Regions from separate parts of the Mus musculus genome. Here region 1 is linked to region 2. The links are chromatin contacts, called in public promoter capture Hi-C maps. All regions are on one chromosome and are shown on one strand. Each heading gives the region's core, a stretch centred on a gene start, on an enhancer-like site or on the middle of the called end of the contact. The rest is flanking DNA. Distances are from core to core; before and after follow the strand shown. Region 1 overlaps Wipi1 (WD repeat domain, phosphoinositide interacting 1). Region 2 holds the start of Rgs9 (regulator of G-protein signaling 9).

What was found. Promoter capture Hi-C pulls out the DNA fragments that hold promoters and counts their contacts.
Region 1: a contact with region 2 is called in a promoter capture Hi-C map of hematopoietic stem and progenitor cells, with 5 times the contacts expected there. The contact joins the enhancer-like site here to the promoter of Rgs9 in region 2. A contact is called at or near these places in 25 of 39 promoter capture datasets (the 3T3-L1 cell line, 3T3-L1-derived adipocytes, the C10 cell line and 14 more), 6 of 15 datasets of contacts at CTCF or cohesin (CD8 T cells, the NIH/3T3 cell line, embryonic stem cells and 3 more), 35 of 484 Hi-C or Micro-C datasets (B cells, CD4 T cells, CD8 T cells and 21 more), 10 of 115 datasets of contacts at active chromatin or transcription factors (Th17 cells, bone marrow-derived macrophages, embryonic basal ganglia and 5 more) and 5 of 9 other capture datasets (adipose tissue, embryonic stem cells, liver and 2 more).

What each region holds. Positions count from the first base shown.
Region 1 is chr11:109,585,490-109,592,581 of GRCm38.p6, reverse strand. The region is part of intron 4 of Wipi1 (WD repeat domain, phosphoinositide interacting 1); the gene reads left to right. It overlaps Gm39442 (a long non-coding RNA gene), which reads right to left. Exons shown (of 4, transcript XR_001780352.2): 3 at 2,464-2,565. Among named protein-coding and RNA genes, the nearest start is that of Gm39442, 11 kb to the right of the region's middle. Within about 2 kb of position 4,766, at least 46 of the 459 cell types and tissues checked have an H3K27ac peak or open chromatin away from gene starts, as enhancers often do. A contact at or near this core is called in the HPC-7 cell line, bone marrow-derived macrophages and hematopoietic stem and progenitor cells, where this site is marked.
Region 2 is chr11:109,292,799-109,300,222 of GRCm38.p6, reverse strand. Rgs9 (regulator of G-protein signaling 9) reads left to right here and starts at 2,042. Exons shown (of 19, transcript NM_011268.2): 1 at 2,042-2,285. The coding sequence starts at 2,229. Gm39441 (a long non-coding RNA gene) reads right to left here and starts at 1,993. Exons shown (of 3, transcript XR_880277.3): 1 at 1,773-1,993.

The DNA.
Region 1 (7,092 bases), core at 3,517-6,016, 290 kb before region 2:
TGATGCTTGAGTTAATAATGGGCCCTTCTTCTCCAGATGGGGGGGAATTCTAGGCAAACAATCGCAGCAAAATAACAGCTATTTACAAAAATATGCGTCAAGTCTAAATAAAACAAGGCCAGAAGCCACATTAAAACCCCATGCCTGGGCCAGTGAGATGGCTCAGCAGGTAAAGCCACTTGGCCCTAAGCCTGAGGACGTGAGCTAGCTGGACCTCTGGGGCCCCACAAAAGAGAGGGAGAACTGGTTCCCACGTGTCTTCTGACCTCTACATGCATATCTTGGCACATGCGTGTCTCCCCAGCATACCCCCCAATAAATAAATATAAAAAAACTTTTAAACCTCATGCCTACATAGAAAAATGGTCAAATGCTGAAAGGAGAGAAAACCCGAGTTTCAAATCTGGCTGCCTTTTTATTTTTATTTTCCTTTCCCCCTTCTCTGTGTTTTCTGGGCTTTGCCACCAGCACTTTTATACTAGAAAATAATATCAAAGAAAGAGCCCACTTTGATTTTAAAAATGACTGTATGTAGCACCAGCGACAGAAACAGAAAGCTGTCATGGCTGCACCTGGAGCAATTTCCAGAAGTCAGAAAAGAGATCCATGCTGCTAGTTGGAACTGTTCTGAGACTTGGATGGCAGTGTGGGGGAGGGTACTCGGGGATGGGATGGGATGGGATGGGATGGGATGGGATGGGATGGGATGGGATGGGATGGGATGGACAACCGAAGGAACTTGAGTTAAGCATCGCTGGGCACTTCATTAAGTCTGCACAGGTCTGTTCAGAATCTCTCTCTCTCTCTGAAGTCACGTGGGGTGTCAGAGTGCCAGCCCAGAAGCAAAGCTGTCTAGTAAGGGGTTGAATGTCACAGGACACCTGTCTTTACCAATATCCTTTGTTCCTTTCTTGTTAGAGAAACCACATCTAATGCTACACAGGGTGTGACAGAAAAATTCAAAGTTAAGCTTAAAGCCTTTCTTCCTCTCTGGGATAGTTATATCCTGACCTAAACTCCCAAAAGACGATTACAGGTGTTTGGCCAAAGACTCCTGGCTCCCTCAGCCACAAGGATGCTCTCCGTAGTTTAAAAAGCAGGGAGGTAGAAAAGCAAAGGCCTGGTCCCTTAGGGAACTCCATCCGTCATGGGAGCCCTTCACTTCCAAAAGAGCCAAGCAGTACAGGGCAGGAGCCTGTTGGGGAACTATATCCTTAGCCTGTTCCCGTCATCCAAAATGCCCTGAACTTCTGTACTTTCCCGAAAGGGAGGCAGAAAAGAGAGAGAGAGAGAGAGAGAGAGAGAGAGAGAGAGAGCGAGACATGGGCTGGTGAGATGGCTCAGCGGGTAAGAGCACTGACTGCTCTTCCAAAGGTCCCGAGTTCAAATCTCAGCAACCACATGGTAGCTCACAACCACCAGTAATGAGATCTGACGCCCTCTTCTGGTGTGTCAGCTACAGTGTACTTATGTATAATAATAAATAAATCATTTAAAAAATGAGAGAGAGAGAGAGGTGGGGGAGGGTAAGATGGGTAATCGAAAATGACTGGGCACAGCACTCAGGAGGCAGAGGCAGGCAGATCTCAGAGTTTGAGACCAGATGGTCTATGGAGTGAGTTTCAGGACAGCCAGGGCTATACAGAGAAACCCTGTCTCAAAAAAAACAAAAGGCAGCAGTGAGATGGACATATTAGAATGTTCATGTTTACAGGAGATGGTCATAATTGCTGTATAAGTTAACACACACTAATCAAAGTTAATTCTACCCACCCCAAAGCTGTGTTGATATATAATGCATATATCATAGAATCCACTCATTTAAAGTGAACCGTCTGTGGCTGGAGAGATGGCTCAGCAGTTAAAACCTCTTGCTGTTCTTCCAAAGGACCCCCAGTGTGTGGTTCCTAATCCCCATTTCAGGGTGACTTAACTACTGCTCATAACCCCGGCTCCAGGGAATCCCATCCCTTGGCTGGCTCCCTGGGGCACCTGTGCACACATGGCACACACATGCGCACACACACACACACACACACACACACACACACACACACACAAACTCATATATAAAAATAAAAAGATAAATGAAGTACATAATAGGCTTTGCTGTATGTACAGAAAGGTATAGCCATTGTTGTGATTTTATTTGCACACACATGTGGAGGTCCTTGTGTGTATTCTATTACACTTGTTTGCACACATTCGGAAGTCAGAGGACGACTTCCACGAGTCACCTCTCCCCTTCCATCATGTGGCTCCTGGGATCTAACTCAGGTAGTCAGGCTTGGCAGCAAGCGCCTTTACCCACGGAGCTGTCTCATCAGACCCACGTTTAATTTTAGAACATTTTCAGCACCCATCCCCCAAGGCATCCTACGCCTCTCAGCTGCTGCCTCATATTCCCCTAGCTGTGGGTAAGGCCCAGCCTCCTCCTGTCACTAAACATTGTCCTGCACTGACCATTTCATGTGGTCCCTCAGGACTGCCTTCTACTTGCTGTCTCCAGGGCTCATCTCCATCACTTCACGTTTGGCTTCAGACCTTCTTATTGGCAAAACCATCCTGTTGGAAGGACATGGTATACCCCCATTAGTTGGTTCACATGAATTGTTTCCACCTTGTAAAAAATAGAAGAGAATATCTTTGTTTTCATTCTTTGGCGTTTTCGTCTCCCAATCCTTGCTTCAGGTTTTTTTTTTTTTTGGGGGTGGGGTAACCTACTGAGTCCATTGGTGCTACCCTATGGGAATGTTGGCTGATGCTGTTGGCTTGATCTTACATGAGTCTCGTGCAGGACTGTGATGAGTTCGTGAGTACTATTGTCATGTCACGTCCAGCAGACAGCATTTTATAGCGCTCCTCTCCCTCCTTACGATCTTTCTACCCCTTCTTCTGTCCTGTTCTGTGAGCCTTGGGGTAGAGGACGGTTCTCACAGCTGCCCCAGTTTGGACTGAGTACTCAGTGATCACTTAGTCTCAGTACTTTGCTCACTTCCGGGTCCGCCCTGCCTGGTGATCAGGCCGAGGATGACGGCAGCGCTGATCTATATGTACCAGCATAAATATTTAGGAGGCAGTTTGACCACACATCCCTAGGCAAGACCACAGGAGAACGTTCCTTCTAGAGCCTGTGACCTCCAAAGCTCTGGATTTTTGATCAGCTTTTCAGTCTCAGGCATAAATCCTCTCTTGTAGCGTAGGTCTCAGATTCTATTCAAAAGCTGCCGGCTGTCTCCATAACCTTTGCACCGCCATTGCCACAGTAGGTCATTCTTGTCTCTTAGGTTGGTATTGTAACATGCAGGGTTGCCCACTGGGCTATACGACTGATGGCCTTTCTCCTCTGGTGGCCTGCATGGAGGAAGTTTCCAGGACAGTTCAAGCCTGATTTCCTTGTATCCCGGTACGTTAAACATCAGTACTATTATCTTACCATGTAGTTACGTCAAGCAACCAAACGCCTGTGTTTGGGGGGTACTTCAGGGTTCTCGCTGACCAATGACTTATAGAGAGCTGTCTTATGTCTGAGATAGAGATGTTCATTTAATAACCCATATCTTCTTGGGAAAGCATCTTCCACCTAGAGGGTGGCTACATTCAAACTCCCCCTTTTAAAAAAGGAAATGTTCTAAATTAGTTTACCAAGCTGTGGGTTTCCATCCATCCTTAGTTTTGGTTCAACTACCCCCGCCACTCCCATCCTCTGTATTTTCAGCTTTTGGTGCTAATGGATATTGTTAAGTGCACCCATTCATATGTAAGAGTTTTGTGTTGGCATTGCTGTCATTTCTCTCTGGTGTGCACGTGAGAGTAGAATTTCCAGGTCATGTGATAACTGTGATTAACTTCTGAGACCTCCCAGGTTGCTCTCTAACACACTGCCCCAGTTCACACCCCTGTACACAGCATCCAGTGTTTCCATCTCCTCACCTGCATTTATTAGCTTCCTCAAAAAAATTTTTTTACGTGAATGGGTGTTTTGCCTGCATGGGAATCTGTGCACCATGTGTGCCTGATGCCAGTGGGGGCCAGAAGAAGGCACCAGATTCCCCCAGAACAGAAGTTAGAGACAGCTCTGAGCTGCCACGTGGGTGCTGGGAATCAAACCTGGGTCCTCGAGAAGAGCAGCCAGTGCTCTTAACTACTGAGCCATCTCTCCATCTCTAGCTGCCCTTTGAAATTGGAGTTATTCCTAGTAATTATGAAGTGATTACTCATCTCAGGGTGTGTGTGTGTGTGTGTGTGTGTGTGTGTGTGTGTGTGTGTGTGTGTGTGTGTAAAGCTAGGTGTTCGTTTGTTTGACATGGATCTTAGGCTCTGAATCTAGGCCCTCTAGCTTATAAAGGAAGCATTCTACCCCGCCCCATTCACTATGCTTTTTTTCTTCTTTCCCCACGTGGTTGTTAGCACTTCCCTGCAAGATCACAAGCATTCGGTTCGGTCAACACAAGTTCCTCTGTACTCTGCATCTCAATCTGTCCCCTGCCACTGTCCCACCTGACACCCACCCAAACCCACGCAATCTCATTCTCTCTTCCATGTCTCGGGGCCAGAGTACCTCTGTCCACCCCCACACCCCCAGCTGCCCTTGAAATTACATCTGGAGCCCTCACAGAGTCGGGAGCCAAGGCTCAGAGAGCAGCGGGGAAGGTGGCCTCTCATGGTGCCAAAGGCCCCCGAGTGACTTTGACCAGGTAGGGGCTCGCAGCTGTGCTGGCACCTGCAGTTAAGGGCAGCCAGCCAGCCTCCTCGTGGAGTTCTGTGCAGCAAGAGATAAGCGCAGACAGAGGCCTGGCTGTATACTCAGAGGCCAGAGCAGGAAGCAGGACCTAGTTTCAAGTCATAACTGGTTTTGTACCCCCCCCCCGCCGTCTCCTCCCCTTCAGGATAAGTAAGGAGCCTTTTAGCCTGGGTCTAGCATTTTACAAATGCTTTTTATAAGAACCCACTGAATACACCAGTTTACAACAAAGCTAGCCAGCATTATTGTTTTTATTATTATCTAAGAAGATATCTCTCATATGATCTTCTTGAAGATCGTTTTCCGGTTAAGCTTTGGCTCTGGAGTTCCTACCGTGTATGACCACTAACCTCAGTCACTGGGGTGAGAAATCTCCCCTCAGTGCTGCAGGGACACTGTCCCCACCCCACCCCATTATCCTTATAATAAAAATGGCTCCTGTCACCTCCAGAGTTTCCTTGGCTTCCTTTACTTCCAAAAGATATCGAGGCATCTTACATCCAACATGTTCCGATGCAAGTTTTCTCTCAAAGGCCAGGCTTGCCGCCTCAACCAAAGTGCAGACCTCCAGTGACTTCCACTCCGAGGAGGCTCCGCCCTCCCTTATCAGCGTGGATGATGAGATAGAAAACGTTTGCCTTTCCGGTAGTTGAACGTGAAGTTCCTAGCTAACTGTATTTAATCGTACTCAGGAAAAGCTAAAGCACGCTGACCTTTCCCACTGGGAAGTCCTGTTCGGTTAGGAGTGAACTCTCACAGGGCTCCAGAGGGTAATGGGATTGGAAGAGAGCGAACCTCTGATTGAGAGCCTTGGGCTGAAAACTGTGAAAGAGAATATTCTTTGTATCCCGAGGTCTGAGTGCTCAGCAGTGGAGGGGTCACTGCCAGTGTTAAGTCGAGAGGTCTCCTGAAGGTTTTCTCGATTCAAATCCTTTGTTCAGAACGGGATTTCTTAAACTCCTCCCCCCCAACAGCCCCTTCTCAGTTCAAGAATTTTTTTTAAATGGCTCTGAGCATATATGCAGACAAAATAGATATATATATATATATCAAACACTGGCTGATAATAGATCATAAATTTGTTTTAAAATAATTCTTGGGTATAATCTCACCATTTCCTGAAGACAGTAAAGTTTCCATACTGATGACACAGAAAGCTTGCTTCTTTTCACATGAGCAATCTAATCTCAGCTGAACATATGATTCTGTGTTTTTTTTATTTTATAGTTGGTAGTGCCAAAAGCATTACTTCAAACACCAGGAAGTATATTTAGGAGCATTGCGTGAGTTGTGTTCAAATCCCAAGCCAAGGTTCGTTTAACTTTCTGTTTTGTTTGGTTTTTGTTTTTCAAGATAGGGTTTCCCTGTGTGGCCCTGGCTGTCACTGTGTAGACCAGGCTGGCCTCAAGCTCAGAGATCCTGTGTCTGCCTCCCAAGTGCTGGGACTAAAAGTGTATGTGCAACACCACCGCCTTGGTTCACTTAACCATTTTAAAATGAAATTCAAATCAGCAACTCAGAGAGCAATTTTTATGACTTTAATATATTTTTATTAGATATTTTCTTCATTTGCATTTCAAATGCCATCCCCTTTCCTAGTTCCCTCTCCAAAACTCCCCTATCCCTTTCCCCTCCCCCTGCTCCTCAACCTACCCATTCCTGCTTCCTGGCCCTGGCATTCCCCTGTACTGGGGCATAGAATCTTCCCAAGACCAAGGGCCGCTCCTTCCATTGATGGCCGACTAGGCCATGCTCTGTTACATATGCATCTAGAGACACGAGCTCTGGGGGGTATTGGTTAGTTCATATTGTTGTTCCTCCTATGGGGTTGCAAACCCCTTCAGCTCCTTGGGTACTTTCTCTAGCTCCTTCATTGGGGACCCTGTGCTCCATCCAATAGATGACTGTGAGCATCCACTTCTGTATTTACCAGGCACTGGCATAGCCTCACAGGAAACAGCTATATCAGGGTCCTGTCAGCAAAATCTTGTTGGCATCTGCAATAGTGCCTGAGTTTGGTGGTTGTTTATGGAATGGATCTCCGGGTGGGGTAGTATCTGGATGTTCCTTCCTTCAGTCTCAGCTCTGAACTTTTCCAACACAAGACAATACCAATTTGATAGTAACATTCCAGGCAGTGTGGGGAAACATTGAATGTCTCAGCTTCCTATTAACTGTTGCTTTTTCTCTAAGGGTAGGGAAGTTTGTGTAGAGTAAAACCCTGCAGCTCTCAGCATATGGTAGCCATGAGTCTGAGCCAAGGTGCTCGGAAGGCTGTGTGTGTTAGCGGTGTGGTAGCACACACAGTATGGTGTGTGCACTTTGTGTGTTCAGAACCAAGGCTGCAG
Region 2 (7,424 bases), core at 793-3,292:
GATGATGGGAATCACAGCCTGTTTTGAATGCCAGGCCTTTCGGCACAAAGCCCAGCACACAATATAATTGTTGTTTAAATAGGTTAACGGCATCAATTTCTTTTCCAGGCTGCTACCTAAACCTTTTATATCAAATTACATATTGGAGCATTTTGGAAGGAACAGAGACTTAGCTCTGCGGGAGAGCCCCAGAGACACTCTTGCCCTTGGGAAGGCCCTGGCCCAGCTTGCCTCAAGGGGCTCTCACCTGCCTCACAGCTCCTGTTGGTTTCTGCCTGTACTGTTTGCTGGCTTCTCTATGTTTTCTGGCTTCCTCCACTCATCTTTCATTTCTGCTTCCCCCCTGAATTCAGCTCGCAATTCACCTCAGATTCCTCTTGTCTCCATGTCCCATCTCTCTGGCTCTGGTTGACATCTGCAAAGGTAATATAATAAATACTCTAAGAAGCGTAACCTAAGCTTTGTGGAACCACATCGCAGGCTGAGGACCAGCCTCTGGTACACCCACCAAGCATCTCTGGTCCAATAGGCTAAGAGAAAATCCTCCAAAATATGACTGCTTCACAGGGAAGCTTGAAAGAAGAGATGACAGTGAGCAGCATGCTCTCTACGACGGCTCCTATTCTAGAGCTGAGCACAATTCCTTACATTTTCGATTTTCCTCATTGCTGAATGACTTAAGCTCCCAATCCACCCCCTTAGGAAATCACCTCTATTTTCCTTACTCAGAATTTATAGAACTAAGAAATGCTGGCTTTATTTGCTTATGTGTATTCCGTGTAACACTAAACCCAGAAGTTGTTCCATGAGGAAACGTCAAGACATTGCAGCTTTTTCCTGGGATCCCAGCTCACATAAGGAACACGCTTCTCAGAGGTCTGGTATGATTGGCAGAAACCCCGGTCCTCTGCATCAACCCATCCCTGGAGAGCTCACATCCTTTTCACTGAAGTTTGTGATGTGGGGGCTTCTGCATGGGGCCCAGGGGAAACGAGCACTTTGACATTGTTTGCAAACTGGAGTCAGTGTTATGTGAACATGTGTGTGAGCATGCTTTCTGAGAGTGTCCACAGCGTTCAACGGATTCTTACAAATAAATGTGCCTGAAAGGAAAAAAAAATAGTGGATAAGGGCTTAGATGCTAAAGGTATACCAGTTGACTGAGCACCACTAAGGCGAATCCCTTTGTTCTTTTTCAACTTAAACATGCGAGATGCGACATTGTATATCTATCCTGCTTGTGTAGACTAAGTGGAGGCTTCATCCTTTTTTTTTTTTTCTGGATATATGCCAATATAGGCTCATCAATTGGTGACACATACCAATCTCCCCAGACAGGTTGACCCTGGAGGGGGGTTATGAATGTGTGGAGCAGGTGGCCACTCTGGAGGCATCTATTCTGTCCCATCTGCCCAATTTTTAGGTCAGTTTAAAAGTTCCTTTAAGAGTCTATTAAAGACAAACAAATACAAGTATCGGGAATTAGAAGTAAAATATAATTTGCCTAAGGGCACACAGTTAGCTAAAGAGTGTCTATGGGCTTCTTCACTTCTTCCTCTCTTGAAACCAACATCTTACTAGTTAGTCTATTTGTTAGGCCAATTAATAAAAGTCTACATCTGGTATTTTTTTTTATCTTAAATATCTATCTAGGAACAATCACAGCGTTGCTCACTTATCTATTAGAAGCTTCATGGACACTTCTATTGGATACCATGAAACTGTTTAAAATTTTCTCTTCTCTTATAAAGAAATTCTTAGCGCTGACTTACCCAAAGATGTCCAACTCTCCTGCAAGCTGGCGTCGGAAAGCTCCTTTCCCACTGTGCTCTGTCTCACTTCTGTATATAAAGAGATTAACAGGCTCACACACCTTGGGGCAGATGCTCTAGCTTCAGCATCCCTGATCTGGCCTTCCTACCTGAGGTTTGGTCCAGGTGGAGCCGGACGCCGCCCCCTGGTGGCAGGTGGGAGCCCGCGCAGTGCATGCTAATGAGCGCGCGGCGCTGCTCGCTGATTGGTTGGCGCGAATTCCAGCTGCTTTGCATGTCGGCGGGTGCGAGGGAGAGTCGAGGGGTGGAGGGCGGTATTCTGGGCCCTGCGCGCTCCGCTCTCTGTGCCTCCCGGTCTACGCCCAGGCTGGGGCAGACCAGGCTGGCTTGTGAACTTGGGGGTTTCCCCTTTCGCTCCCATTCGTGTTGTGGTCGTGAATTCATCCAGGGTCCAGAATGACGATCCGACACCAAGGCCAGCAGTACAGGCCGAGGATGGCATTTCTCCAAAAGGTACCCTGGGAATCCCCATCTGGACCCTGGCAAGTGGGCGGGGACCCAGTATGTGGAGTGTCCAAGGGAAGATTGGGCAGGGGCAGAGGGCGTCCATCTAGGTCGATCCGCGCTGCCCAATTTTACTAAATGACTTCTATGTGGCTCTATGTGTTGTATTTAAAAACCATAATGATTGGGTTTTCGCGTAAACTGTAGTGGAGAATTCGAAGGCAGCCGTGATGGTCTGCTGCAGGCCAAAAACAACCTGTTACTCAGGAGAGTGCTTGAAGCTGCGCGGTGATTTGAGACAGCCTATATTGTTACAAGGAATCGGCTATTAAATGAACATTTCCCCCAATACTAAACAGCAGGATTTTTAAGTGTGTGTATGCCTGTGTGTATAAAAAGACCAGGAAAATGTGATTTGTGGGATCAAGAGCCTCCCCTGATCCCAGGATGGCAATCTGTGTGTTTTCTGTATAGTTAGAACCGTTTCTTGTCGATGGCTAATGGCCAGAACAGGGTGTCCGTTCCCGATGGACATGTGGGAGGTGGAATGTACCTATGGGGTGACGTGTTTGGGGACAAAGTGGTTCATTTAGTTCTGGGCTTTTAAGTTAGACAGTGTGGGAAGAGACACTCACAGGATTAAGTCCCAGGTCACTTGTCTGCCCTACCTCTGGCTCATGCCACTTTTCATAGGATTATCCTGTTGAGGGAATTAGCCCGATGGATGTTCTGTGACAAGCTGGGCCCTCCCTGCCTTGAGCCTCTGGAGCTTAGCAACTGGGTGCAGTTGGTGACTAAGTATCCTAATCTACAAGATGTTAAAAGCTGGACAGACCTGGGCACACCAGGACATTCGGCACACCTGGTCATCTCCCCGAGAAGCCAGATAGAAGAGATGTAAGGGCCATGCCGTAAACAGAAGGGAACACTGTCTCACTCAGGAGAGTAGACAGTGCAGCTCCCAGCTCCTGAAAGGACAAGAGGCTGCCCAAGTCTGGTGGTCCAAAGTCGAACGTCATTTTCAGATCGTGTCTAGGCTGGTCTTCTCCTGCCGTGCAGGACGGCCCTGGCTTGGAGCTTAGAGCACCTATCTGTAGCACTCGTGTGTTTATCACTCCCATGCATCCTTTCCCTTGGCCTTCTGAGTGGTGTCTTGCTCTCCAGCATCCTCCCCCCACACCCCCGGCATGCTGTACCTCCACACAATCTTCCTCAGCTCCTCCTCAGACCCTCTCACTTCCTCCCCAGCCTGTCCTCTGATTCTCTCCATCCTAACCTTCCCCCCTCACCTCCACCCCAGCCTCCCCTTCTACACCCTGTCCAGTCCCATCTAGCCCATCTCCCCTTTACTCCCAGCCAAACCTCTTCTTCTACACAGCCTCTGCATTCACCCTACTTCATGGTCCTCACTGCCTCTCCCCTCCTCCCTGACACCCTTCATACACATTGGTTTTCTTTCCCACACTGAGTGAGTTCTCATATAGGATGTTCCCCCCACCCCTGGCCCCATTGGCTTCCTAGATGCACAGGACACTGTCCACCCTTTGCAGCCTGGTTGCTCGGGGCCCAGTTTCCACCATCTCCCTGGCTCTTCCTCTTACTCAACTCCCACTCCTGCCCTCCAAGGAGAAGAACAAAGCAGGCCAGCCACCCTAAGCTGTCACTCAGAATGTCCTCATTTCTCTAGGACCCCATGCTTTTACAGAAAGATCCTTTCCCCCCTCTGCCAAACTCCCGCTCCTCTGTGAAGCAGGGTCCTTCTGACTCCATGGGGAGAGCAACTTCCCTCTCTGGATCTACAGACTGTGTCCTCCTCACCCACAGTATTGTTCTCCTAGCTGCTTTGTCCTGGTAAGGATCCTGTCTGCTTCCCATCTGTGCCCACTGGGGTCTTGAGTTGGATCACAGAACCCCGTAGGTCAGAGGACAGAACAGAGGTCTACAGAACCTCAGGAGCCTATGGTAGAAAGTCCTCAGCAGTTATCCACCTGAGTTAGTAACCAGGCTTTCAGAAAAAAGGCCGGGACCAGCAGAATGCGGACCCAGGTGAGGTACTATTCTCCACTCCATCAGTGTCCAAGGTGGGCAGGGCTTTGCGTGCATTGTCTTGTTTTGTCAGACAGTTGCCATTGTCCTTTACAGAGAAGGATACTGAGGCTCAGAGAGGTTAAGTGACTTGCCAGGCACACAAGCATAGGTGGAACCTGGAAACAATACAGGCACGGCAAGTGTGATACAATGATCAGAGTCTTCTTCTGGTGTGGGATAGGGGAGGGGGCCTGCATAACCAGGGGACATGGGTCTGAGAACTGAAGGATAAATGGGGGAGTCTAGGCAGAGAGAGAGAGAGAGAGAGAGAGAGAGAGAGAGAGAGAGAGAGAGAGAGAAAGAAGAAGAAGAAGGAGGAGGAGGAGGAGGAGGAAGAGGAGGAGGAGAAGGAGGAGGAGAAGGAGGAGGAGGAGAAAGAGGAGGGAGGAGAAGGAGGGAGAGAGACAGACAGACAGACAGAGACATAGAGAGACACAGAGAGGAAGGAGGGGGAAGAAGAAGGAGAGAGGGAGAGAGACAGACAAACACACAGAGATAGACAGGGAGACAGAGAAAGGAAGAAGGAGGGAAGGAGAGAGAGACAGAGACAAACACACAGAGATAGAGAGACAGAGAGAGACAGAGGAGGGAAGGGGGGGGAGGGACAGATAGATGAGACTGCAGGAAGAGAGGACAACATGCACCAAGGTATGGAAGTGCAAAGACACAGGGGATCTGGTGAGTCTGAGGGTCTGTTGGCCCTTCGTAGACATATTTTAAAGCACAAGAAACAGGCAGAAAGGTAGAGGGAGCAGGGGAGACAATAATGAGCCCGATAATAATGAGCCCCCAGAATGCCTTGAAGGCAGTTTGATCCCCTACCCACCCTAGGGAATCATTGCAAAGTTTGGAACAGACAAATGATGTGCCTGACTGTAAGCTAAGATGACCACTGTGGTGAGACAGATGGATAATAAGCTATCTTCATTTCCCCCGAGTCCAGCAAGTCAATGTAAGGGTCTCCTGTACCTGCCCCATTACTCCAGACACCCTGGAAATGGAGGCTCTTCTCAAAGGCGGGAGACCGATGCTGCTCAGTAGGGCCTTGTCTCCTGTGAGTCAAAGTGTTTCCATCACAGACCTCCACCTCAAGCTCAGTGCAATTTGGGGAGGAATGGGTTTGTTTTATCTTATACTTCTAGGTAGCAGTTTATCACTGAGGGAAGTCAGGGCCCAAACCCGGAGGCAGGAAGTGAAGCAGAGGCTACAGAGGAACACTGCTTACTGAATTGTTCCCCAGTGCTTGCTCAGCCTGATGTCTGATAGCATCCAGGACTGCTAGCTCAGTGGTGCCACTGCCTACAGTAAGCTGGGCCTTCCCATATTAATCCTCAATCAAGAAAATGCCCCATAGGCTGGCTTACAGGCTAATCCTATTGAGGCATTTTCTTTATTAAGATTCCTTCTTCTACTGAGTTCAAGGCCAGCATTCACTCTACAGAGTGAATTCCAGGACAGCCAGGGCTACACAGAGAAACCCTGTCTCGAAAAACCAAAACTAACTAACTAATAATAATAATAATAATAATAATAATAATAATAATAATAATAAAAAGATTCCTTCTTCTAAAATGACCCTCGCTTGTATCAAGCTGACATGAAAACTAGCTGTTACAGCTACATAGTGAGTGTGAGATCGATCTTGGCTCAAGAAGACAAGTGTGACCGAAAGGTAGCGATCCACCTGCCGGGGCTTTACTATAGAATTAGCTGGTGACACATGACAAACTGAGGAGCATCTGGCCCCATAGACCCTTACTCTGGTGCTGGTCCACATATCTCAATGGTAACATGGTCACTATCCTGGCCATTTTAGCTTCAGTGCCCCGGGGATTTCTTGATGTCATCGGAAGGAGCCCTCTTTTAGGTGACTTGACTTTTCTGTGTCGCTTATGGTATCTCCCTTCTGCTTAGATAGCCATTGAGAAGCAGCGGTGTTAAGGAGATTTGGTGCAGAGGGAGAGAATTGCTCTCCCATATCATCCTTTTTATTAGGTATACAAAATGCAGTGCTGGGGTGCCAGGTGCCAGGCGCACCAAGGAGCTTGGAGTCCAGTGGGTAATGCATACTGGGTAAACCGTGAGAAACACGGTATGTGGTTGTGGGGCATTGTTGGAGGATGTGCCCAGTGCGGGAGAAGTATGCTGTGTATGCTGTGCTCGGGATCGGAGGAGTAAGGTTGCTCAAGGAGGCTTGTAACTGAGTTATGAAAAATCATTGATGTTTTTCCAGGAGGAGGGGAAGATGGGCAACATCTTAGGCTGATATAAAATACATACATGTAGGAGAGCCTGTCAATATGGAAGACTCCATGAGTCTGGATCAGGAGGCAGAGAGGGGGCGGGAGGGGTTGTAGAGGTGGGTGGATGTGAAGGCCAGAGGTAAGAAAGGCTGACGGTGGAAAGCCTCGGGTGATGCGGTGAAGATCTGACGCTTTCTGCATTTGATGAGCTGCCGTTTGATGTTTTTTAAAACCAGGGATGAATGCTGTGGGTTAGTTTACATGCTACAGGGGTGGTTCTGATGAGACCACGAGAGCTTCTTGATACTGGCTGCTTCTTGGAAATTGCTGATACCAAGCCAGGGTTTGATGTATCCCAGGCTGGCCTAAAAGTTCCTGTGCAGTGGAGAATGACTGGGAGCTTCTGAGCCTCTTACCTCTACTTCCCAAGTGCTGATACTGAAGATGTGTGCACCATACCCAGTTAATGTGGTGTTGGGAATTAGGGCCGGGGCTTCATGCATGACAGGCAGGTGCCCTACCACTTAAGCTACAATCCACTCAAGAGTTAGTCTTTCTAGAAGAACTTGTTAGGTGGTTTGAATATATATTTGAAACAATAGCCTCTGGAGACACTGGGCAACAATTGTATATATTATAGGTACCCGACAGGGAATCTTACTGGCAATGGAATACTAATTAATAATCTACCTCGCATCCGGAAGATCCCCAACGAATAGTGTCCACACTCAAAATGTCCACAGGGCATTCTTCCTTAATTTAAGGGGTAGTATGGTCATGGCGAGCGGATGCTAAACTCATCACTTAGGAGGATGAG